Regions from separate parts of the Sus scrofa genome. Here region 2 is linked to region 1. The links are chromatin contacts, called in public Hi-C maps. All regions are on one chromosome and are shown on one strand. Each heading gives the region's core, a stretch centred on a gene start, on an enhancer-like site or on the middle of the called end of the contact. The rest is flanking DNA. Distances are from core to core; before and after follow the strand shown.

The links. A called contact is a pair of places that touch in the nucleus more often than the background predicts.
Region 2: a Hi-C map of liver shows a contact between it and region 1, with 5 times the contacts expected there. The contact joins the promoter of RPS19 here to the promoter of DEDD2 in region 1. A contact is called at or near these places in 1 of 5 promoter capture datasets (liver) and 2 of 47 Hi-C or Micro-C datasets (embryonic fibroblasts and liver).

Annotation. Positions count from the first base shown.
Region 1 is chr6:49,708,680-49,713,057 of Sscrofa11.1, forward strand. DEDD2 (DNA-binding death effector domain-containing protein 2) reads left to right here and starts at 2,269. Exons shown (of 6, transcript XM_013988629.2): 1 at 2,269-2,412; 2 at 2,869-3,371. The coding sequence starts at 3,044.
Region 2 is chr6:50,008,407-50,012,784 of Sscrofa11.1, forward strand. RPS19 (40S ribosomal protein S19) reads right to left here and starts at 1,729. Exons shown (of 6, transcript XM_005655906.3): 1 at 1,620-1,729; 2 at 1,108-1,178; 3 at 763-863. The coding sequence starts at 1,178. DMRTC2 (doublesex- and mab-3-related transcription factor C2) reads right to left here. Exons shown (of 8, transcript XM_021094461.1): 8 at 2,906-3,988. The coding sequence ends at 3,838. It also overlaps a transcript of LYPD4 not described here.

The sequences.
Region 1 (4,378 bases), core at 1,019-3,518:
GCGCCTGCGTAGTTCTCCCTTGCCGCTCCTGACAAGCCTGAAAGTGGAGAGAAGTGGGTGTCATTGGAAAACGAGGGTCCTTAGAGTGGACTGGGTTGTGGAAAACCTTGACAGAAATGTCATTTCATAACTGAAGACTGAGCATCTCTGAGAGCACAGCTTTAGAGTCAACACACTTGGGGTTCTTACCCACCTCTGGGCCTCACTTTAACTCCTCCGTAAAATGGGCTTGGGAGTTCCTGTCCTGGCTCAGCGGGTTAAGAACCTGACCAGTATCCATGAGGATGCGGGTTCGATCCCTGGCCTCACTCAGTGGGTTAAGGATCTGGCGTTGCCATGAGCTGTGGTATAAGTCGAAGAAGTGGCTCAGATCCTGTGTCACTGTGGCATAGGCTGGCAGCTGCATCTCTGATTCAACCTCTAGCCTGGGAACTTCCATATGCTGAGGGTTCGGCCCTAAAAAGCAAAATAATAATAATAATAATAAAATGGTCTTTTTTTTGGTCTTTTTTGCTATTTCTTGGGCCACTCCCGCGGCATATGGAGGTTCCCAGGCTAGGGGTCGAATCAGAGCTGTAGCCACTGGCCTACGCCAGAGCCACAGCAACTCGAGCCACAGCAACGCGGGATCCGAGCCGCGTCTGCAACCTACACCACAGCTCACGGCAACGCCGGATCGTTAACCCACTGAGCAAGGGCAGGGACCGAACCCGCAACCTCATGGTTCCTGGTCGGATTCGTTAACCACTGCGCCACGACGGGAACTCCTAAAATGGTCTTGAATCATATTCACCTCAAAGACGGGTGAAGGGACTGGATGAAATCAAACAGGTAAAAGCACTCAGCATAGGGCCTCCTACACTGTGAATGCTCACTGTAACCACCTAACGTGGACATGGTCCTTCCTAGTTTGTAAAATTGCTTTCCCTTTCCTCTCTCTTGTCAGTTGATTCAATGATATTCAGTTACTAGGGGCCAACTGTGTGTCCAGCCCAAGGCTGAGTTTCAGTAGATGACAGCTGCCACTGGAGAGAGAGGAAGGGACTCTTTAGAGGTCACTGCTGCAGCCCAAGCAGAGCTAGTGCTGAGCTTATGCCAGGTAGAACCCAGCCCTCCCACCTCTCAAGGGGGTGATAATTCCGGGGGTGGGGAACCAGTTGGGGAAGGAGATCTGTTTCAAGGCGTGCCAGCCCTAACTTTGAGTCACATAAGTGGGGGAGGCAGGGCGTGCCATGTGCGCTCAGTCACCAACTTTTTTTTTTTTTTTTTTGGTCTTTTTTGCCACTTCTTGGGTCACTCCTGGGGCATATGGAGGTTCCAAGGCTAGGAGTCGAATCGGAGCTGTAGCCGCTGGCCTACGCCAGAGCTACAGCAACGCGGGATCCGAGCTGCGTCTGCGACCAACACCACAGCTCAGGGCAACGCGGGATCCTTAACCCACTCATCAAGGGCAGAGATCGAACCTGCAACCTCATGGTTCCTAGTCGGATTCGTTAACCACTGAGCCACGATGGGAACTCCAGTCACCAGCTCTTTTGATAGAGACCTCTCTTGCCAGAGTAAAACTCATAGGTGCAGGTTAGAGAGGAGGTATTGGGAATCCCTGTGACCTTGGAGGGTAGAGATTGGAAAAGGTTATAGGAGGGGAGTTTGAGTTGCTGGGAGAGGGCGTGTCTGACTAATGGAATCGTGATGGATGCCATGGGAAGGTGCAGAATGGAGATGGAGGACCCAATTGCAATCAGGAATGAGGTATTTGTTCCTAACATGAGATGCGGGAGTCCTGGTCTTGATCAGGGAAGGAACTTATAGATGGGGGATTTCTGTTGGATGAGGGGAGATTCCGGTTGGGATGGTGAGGTGGCCCAGATGAGATGTAGGTTGTCAACGGAAGTAAGAAGCAGTCTAATAGAGGAGAGTCCAAGTCCCTATCATAAAAGGTCTAGGTGCTACTCTGGAGTCAGGACGGTCGTGATTGTGGTCCTTCGCCATGGGCATCAGGAGCAGTGGTAAAGTAGGAGCCTAGGTCATGATTAGGAGGGAGCTGTAGCCCGTGACATTAGTAGTTTCAACAGGTCGTGACACGGGGGAACAAAGAATCCGTGGCTTATGCCGCGGGCAGAAGCAATCCTGCAAAGGGGTCCCAGAAGCAGCTCAGACGCTGAACAGCTCTCGGTCTGCGCAGGCGCAGCAGAGGCGGTGCAAACGCTCCAGTTGGGGAAGCAGTCCCGGGGGGAGGGGCTTGGAAGCCTCACTGCGCATGCGCCTAGGGGGCGTGTCGGTCGCACCTGCGCGAGTTGGGGGAAGGAGGAGGGGCGAGGTGACGCAGGCGTAATAATAGAGAAGGTGCCAGAAAGATCCAAAACAAGTGGCTGTGGCCATCGCCCAGGAGTCTTCAGACGCCGGAATTCGGTGAGGATCTAGAGAGATCTAAGAGCGACTGGTGGCGGTAGACTGGACCAACCTGGGTGCTGGGGAGAGGGCGGTACCGCCCTTACGGGGCTCTGGGCTCGGGTTCCGACTGCGCTACCCGTGTGGAGCGAAGGACTGCTTTGGTCCGGGCAGAGGGTCACTTTTGGACGGCACCACTTAGGTGGAGCTGTGGGGCTGATCGGACTGTACCACTGGACAGAGTCAAGGGGCATGTCCGGACATTGGTACTCAAAGTCAAAGGGCAGTCGGAAAGGTGCCGTGCGTTGGGTCCCCAGGCTTGTTTCGAATGAATCTCTTGGGTCCGGAGGCTTGTTTGGAACATACCACCCGGGGAGGGGCGTTCGGGCTTGGCCAGCCGGAGTGGTTGGAGGACTAGTGGGGTCTGGCGTCTCGACCTGTTACTAGGGGACCTCGGGCGATACCATTCTCTTGTAGGAAAAGGGGGAGGCTAACACGGCTGGGACTTGAGGGTGGCCCTGCCCGGCGGCACGCAGCAGGAGAGACGCACCGGCGGCAGTGAGGTCCAGGCCCCCGCGTAGCTGACCACAGACCCCGCTGTGTGGGTTCTAGGCCCTCGTTCCGAGCTGGTTCCGCCTCCTCTCCCCCGGGTATGGCGCTGTCCGGGTCGACCCCGGCCCCGAGTTGGGAGGAGGATGAGTGCCTGGACTACTACGGGATGCTGTCGCTTCACCGCATGTTCGAGGTGGTGGGCGGGCAACTGACTGAGTGCGAGCTGGAGCTGCTAGCCTTCCTGCTGGACGAGGTCCCAGGCGCCGCCGGCGGCCTAGCCCGCGCCCGCAGCGGCCTGGAGCTGCTGCTGGAGCTGGAGCGCCGCGGGCAGTGCGACGAGAGCAACCTGCGGCTGCTGGGGCAACTCCTGCGCGTGCTGGCCCGCCACGACTTGCTGCCGCACCTGGCGCGCAAGCGGCGCCGGCCAGGTATGGTTGACTGGGCGGGTGACACACTTCCGGTGGGGAGAGGGCCTTGCTGCCAGATGTGGGGAGTGCCATATCGGACAATGTACATCCCATCTCACGCTTTCCTCCCCCTTGGGTATCAAAGAGAAACATAAGCGGGAGGAGGCATGGCATTGGGAGGGGTGAGCTTGTGGAGTTTGGCCGCATCAATATCAGTGTTTGTGGCCACTGTTCACGGAAGGTTTATTTCATGCCAGGCACAGCGGTCAGCCCTTCTTATATATGTACTGTTACCTTATATCCTATTGGTAATCCTAAGAGGAAGTCCTGTCACTGTTCCCACTGTATAGGGAAAACGGGTTCAGAAGAGTTAAGCAGCTTGCCTACATAAAATAATTAAATTCTGTGCGCCTAGAGAATGGGGAAGAGGGGACAGGAGATACAGCGTGACGTGGCTGACAAAAGTGTTTGTTCTATGAGGCTTACATTTAGTAGGGGTTTCAGACTTTAAGACAAATGAAGGATTTACTTTTTAGATGTGTTTATAGGAAGACTGAAACAAAGTGGTGGAGCAGAGAGAGAGAGAGTGGGGAATTGAGTGCCTCAGAGTGAAGGGAGGCCCTTTTAAGATTCTATTACCAGTCAAGACCTTTCTGAAAAGATGACATTTGAACTGAGGCTGTACAGCCGCCATGGTGCATAAATCTCAGAGGAGAAAATTCCAGACAGAGGGAAAGGCAGGCTTTTAAGCCCTGAGACAGCGGCGAGTTTGGCATTATCAGAGGCCAGTGTGGCAAGAGTAGAGATCTAAGTAAGGACAGAGAGAGGTAGGTGAGAAGCTATGTCACACACAAGCTTGCAGACCAGGAAGTGGGAGTTAGGATTAAAACCCTGCTGGTTTGTCTCCAGAGTTGATGCCCTTAGTTCTTGTGAGGGGAGTACTCCTAGAGGACAGCGGTCATGAGAAGGAGAGGAGCTGGGAGGGTTTAAGGCATGGGAGCCCCTTGTGTGCATAGTCTCTGAACTGT
Region 2 (4,378 bases), core at 479-2,978, 300 kb after region 1:
CTGTGCCCCCCCCCACTTCCCAACTCTGCTTTCCATCTATTTCCCACTTGGAGACAAGCTTTGGTCAGGACACGACCACCACTTCAGAGGAAGGCCAAGAGCCCTTAGTGAAGGCCTGTGCAGAGGCAGCTGCCTTGGCACAATCCAGTGCTGAACCCCACCCCCTCTCCCAAAGCAAGCCTCCATGGGGATGGCAGCTTGGAGAAATGCAAAACATTAAAGACAAGTGAGACAGTACTACCACTGTGCAATCACCACTTAAGGCAATTCTTTCAAGCTATTACTGGAGGACTAACAAAGTAAGAGAGAGGAACTGGCAGTCAGTATAGGGTGAGGGTAAGGTTTTCTTCTCTGCACTTGAAAAGTGCCAAGATTTACAGCAAGGAATGACCTGGTCAGATCTCAGAACAATTAGTTAGGAACAACTTGTTAAATACAGAAAAGTAGTCTAGTATGATGATTTGAACATAAGAACATACTCCAGACTTTAAAAGAACAGTGCCGCTCTCTAAAATGAACCATCTCTAGGCAAAATATATAAATTCATTCGCCCCCCCGATTTGCCCCAAGGCTCAGAGAAAAGTACAGATCCTCACACAAAATCTCTTAGTAATGAAGAAAACAGGAATCCAGAATACAAAATTATTGAATGCCACATAAAGCATGAATGAGACTCAAAAGTAACTTCTCAGGGAAATTAAGAGCTTACAGAAGACACCTAGCCTCCCACTCCCCAGCCAAACAAAGGTCCCAGTTCCTCACCAGCTCGTGTGTAGAACCAGTTCTCATCATAGGGAGCGAGTTCTTTATGCTTGGCCAGCTTGACAGTGTCCACCCATTCAGGGACTTTCAGCTTCCCGGACCTCGGAAAAAGGCACAATTCAGTCTCCAAACTCCATCCAATTCCCTCTCCTCAACACTACTTGGGGTAAACAGGAGCCCAAAGTGCCCCCAAATAAAAAGGGACTGAAATTCAATCCAGGCCTCATGGAGAAAGGGTGGATTCAAGAGACCTTCAACAGGCCTTCCCAGCCAGGAGAGAGAGAGCCTGAGGGCTCAGGCAAAGACGATGGCTTCCACTTACTCAACACCAGTCCCCACACTCACTTTTTGAGAAAGGCTGCCAGAGCTCTGACGAACTCCTGCTGGTTCACATCTTTTACAGTAACTCCAGGCATCTGCAAAAAAAGATCAAGTTTTTGAAGGACGATTAGTGGACTGACAGGAGCATAGCCCCAACGCGACCTAAACCGCCGCACTCCCTTCACTTCAGAAGGCCCTACAGGCCGCGGCGCCGGTGAGTCCTAGAGCTCACCGACGCCCACGTTCTCTCTGGGTCGCACGAACACTGCTTACCTGCTTCTTTGTGAAGACGCTGTACGACCCCAGCCCCTGATTCTAGGCCCACCCGGTATTCCCCGCTGCCCCGCCAGGCCCAGCTTCGGTTCCCGGACCGCGCGGATCAGACAAGCCCGGGCTTGCAGCTCGCACGTGGCCGCGGGTCCAGGGGGCGGGGTGGCCCTCGCGCGGGGGCTCCGGAGCCCTCAGGCACAAACTGCGGGCTCGGGAGTCGGGCTCCAACTCCCCACGCCCAACTAGGACCAGAGAACCGGACTTACCGTGCGGCCTCCGCGCTGCCAGCCAGGGGAAAGGGAGCAACGGGGTTTCCCGGGCGCACAAGTCGGGCGACTGTTATCGCGAGAGTTCCGAAAGATCGCGAGAGTGGGATTCGAACGAGCAGCTCCGCCTCTCTCAGGGCAAAAAGGGCTTCGCCTCTGAGACGTGGGAGGGCGTGGTGTGAGGGTGGAGGCTTGTTTCTCCCCGCCCTAGTCCTGAGCTGGAGGGATCTGGCTTTGTTTGCGATGATCGTGGATGGAACGAACGGCGGAGGAGATTGTGTTTCTTGGCAGAAATTATAGGAAGTTGGGTGGGCATGAAAGAGAGAGCAATCGCCGCCGCTGGCGTCCCTGGCGGGATGACCCTTTTTTTGGTAGTGGCTTGGCTGGCCGGAAGTGGGGCTAGTAAGGGCGGAACTGTGACCTGGAGTCCAAGGTGGGGCAGGGGAGAAGTGTGGCCACCACCTTCACTTCTCTGACTAGCAGTACTCGCGAGAGCAGAGACGGAAGCTCCACCCTTCTTAGGGCGGAAACTGCTTCGCCGAGACCTGCGAGAGCGGAGTGGGAAGGAGACACTGGAGGTGAGGAACATATAAGGGCATGGGCAAGGAGGCGGAGTCGAATTCAGCTCTACCTCCTAGTACCAGAATCTTTAGGTTTATCTTGCCCAATTAGATTTATTTACCTGACTGACCGGTGCAGCATTAGTCAGTCCACTTGCCTTTTCAGCGCTTTAGTCACTCCATTAAGGAAAAAAAAAAAAAAATGAAATGGAGACACTGAGATCCCCATTATTTGCCGTCTTTAAAAGTGGCTACTGGAGTTCCCGTCGTGGCGCAGTGGTTAACGAATCTGATTAGGAACCATGAGGTTGCGGGTTCGATCGTTAAAGGATCCGGCGTTGCCGTGAGCTGTGGTGTAGGTTGCAGACGCGGCTCGGAACCTATGTTGCTGTGGCTCTGGCATAGGCCAGTGACTACAGCTCCGATTCGACCCCTAGCCTGGGAACCTCCACATGCTGTGGGAGTGGCCCTAGATAAAGCAAAACAAAACAAAAACAAACAAACAAACAAAAAAGTGACTACTGGAGTTCCGTCGTGGAGCAGTGGCTAATGAATCCGACTAGGAACCATGAGGTTGCGGGTTCGGTCCCTGGACTCACTCAGTGGGTTAAGGATCTGGAGTTGCAGTGAGCTGTGGTGTAGGCTGCCAGCAACAGCTCCGATTCGACCCCTAGCCTGGGAACCTCCATATGCCGCGGGTGCGGCCCTAAAAAGACAAAAAAAAAAAAAAAAAAGAAAAAAAAAGAAAAAAAAAAGAATTAGAGATTACAAAAAAGAACAAGAAAACAGCCAACATTTGAAAATTAAGACGTTTTACAAAGAAATCTAGGCTTCCAGCTTCCACTGAAAAATCAGAAGATATGGCGATACTGAGCCCACGTTCCTGCCTGGCAACAGTGCGGTAGGGCCAAAAGGGAAGCTGCCTCCATAGGTAGGGTATACATTTCTCAGTTTTCTAGGGCTCCTCTGGCCTCCTTTACTTATTGATACGATCCACTTAGCCTTGTAGGTATTTCAGTCTGTGCTCCTCTCTGTCTATACCTGGCAATTATTGAATTAGTGAATCAACCACTGTCTCCCTTCTACCACTCTTTCTTATCTGGACATAATAAGAAATCCAAGTCTGTAGATATTTGTGGTAGTCACTGAATAATAACTGATTTTCACTTTGGGAAATGAATTGAACAAGTTCTTTCTGTCAGGATAGAATAGGTTAGGCTGCAGTAACAAACAGTCTTCACATCTAAGTGATGTAAAACAATATGTTTATTTCTTTATTTCTAGGCTGAGTCACACAAACCTAGACAGGAAATGAAAATACTTCTGTTTTCACATGCATAGAGACAGCCATGAGTGCACAGGTACAGAATCATGTGTCAAATAAATATCCTGGAACATGAATTCATGCAAAAATCAGTTTAGATACTGGTTAGCCTAAATAGCACAACTCTTTCTTTGTTGGGGAATTTTAAAAGGTTCCAGGAACCAAGGAGGGTAAGAGAATATCCACCTTTAGCCAAGGAAATGCCCCTGCTATAAAAGAAACCAAAAGCTAACAAAGCACCAGAGAGCTTTAAAAAAGCCTGGAGCTTGTACTACATTCAATTCCATGCATAAATCCATATGTAAAATACCAAATATGCAATGCCTTCAGGCTGTTACCTCCTGTACCAGCAAGGCCTCCACCTTTGGGCTTCTAGCTTAGGAGGGAGATGGACCCCAGAGGCCCAATGTGCAGAGCCATGGAGGGGGCTGGACTGGGTCGGAGAGAGGGGCCAACAGGCTGGAATCCTCTTCCTCCAGCAGGAGCTACAGGCAGGAAGGAAGAGGGCAGGACCAGGTCACGTCCATCTCCATTCCCAGCAAACCCTCTTTTTTACCCCATTTAATCCAGGCCCATGTTTGTTTACCTAGGTTATAGCAAATGCTTCCTTGCCAGTGATTTTCCCACCTCCAGTCTTGCCTTGTCTAATCCCTTCATCACAGCCACCATACTTACCTTTCTAAAGCTCAGGGTCTCTGAATACGTCCCTGCCTAGCTCAGAAACATTCCCTGGCTCCCTTCATGTACAGCTGCTGGTCTAGATACCTAAGCCTGGCATGCCAGACCTCCATGATGAGAAGCCCCTCCAACCTCATCTCTTTCTGTTCCAGCAGTTCCCTCAGGTCAGTTTCCTCATCCACAGACCATGCCCAACC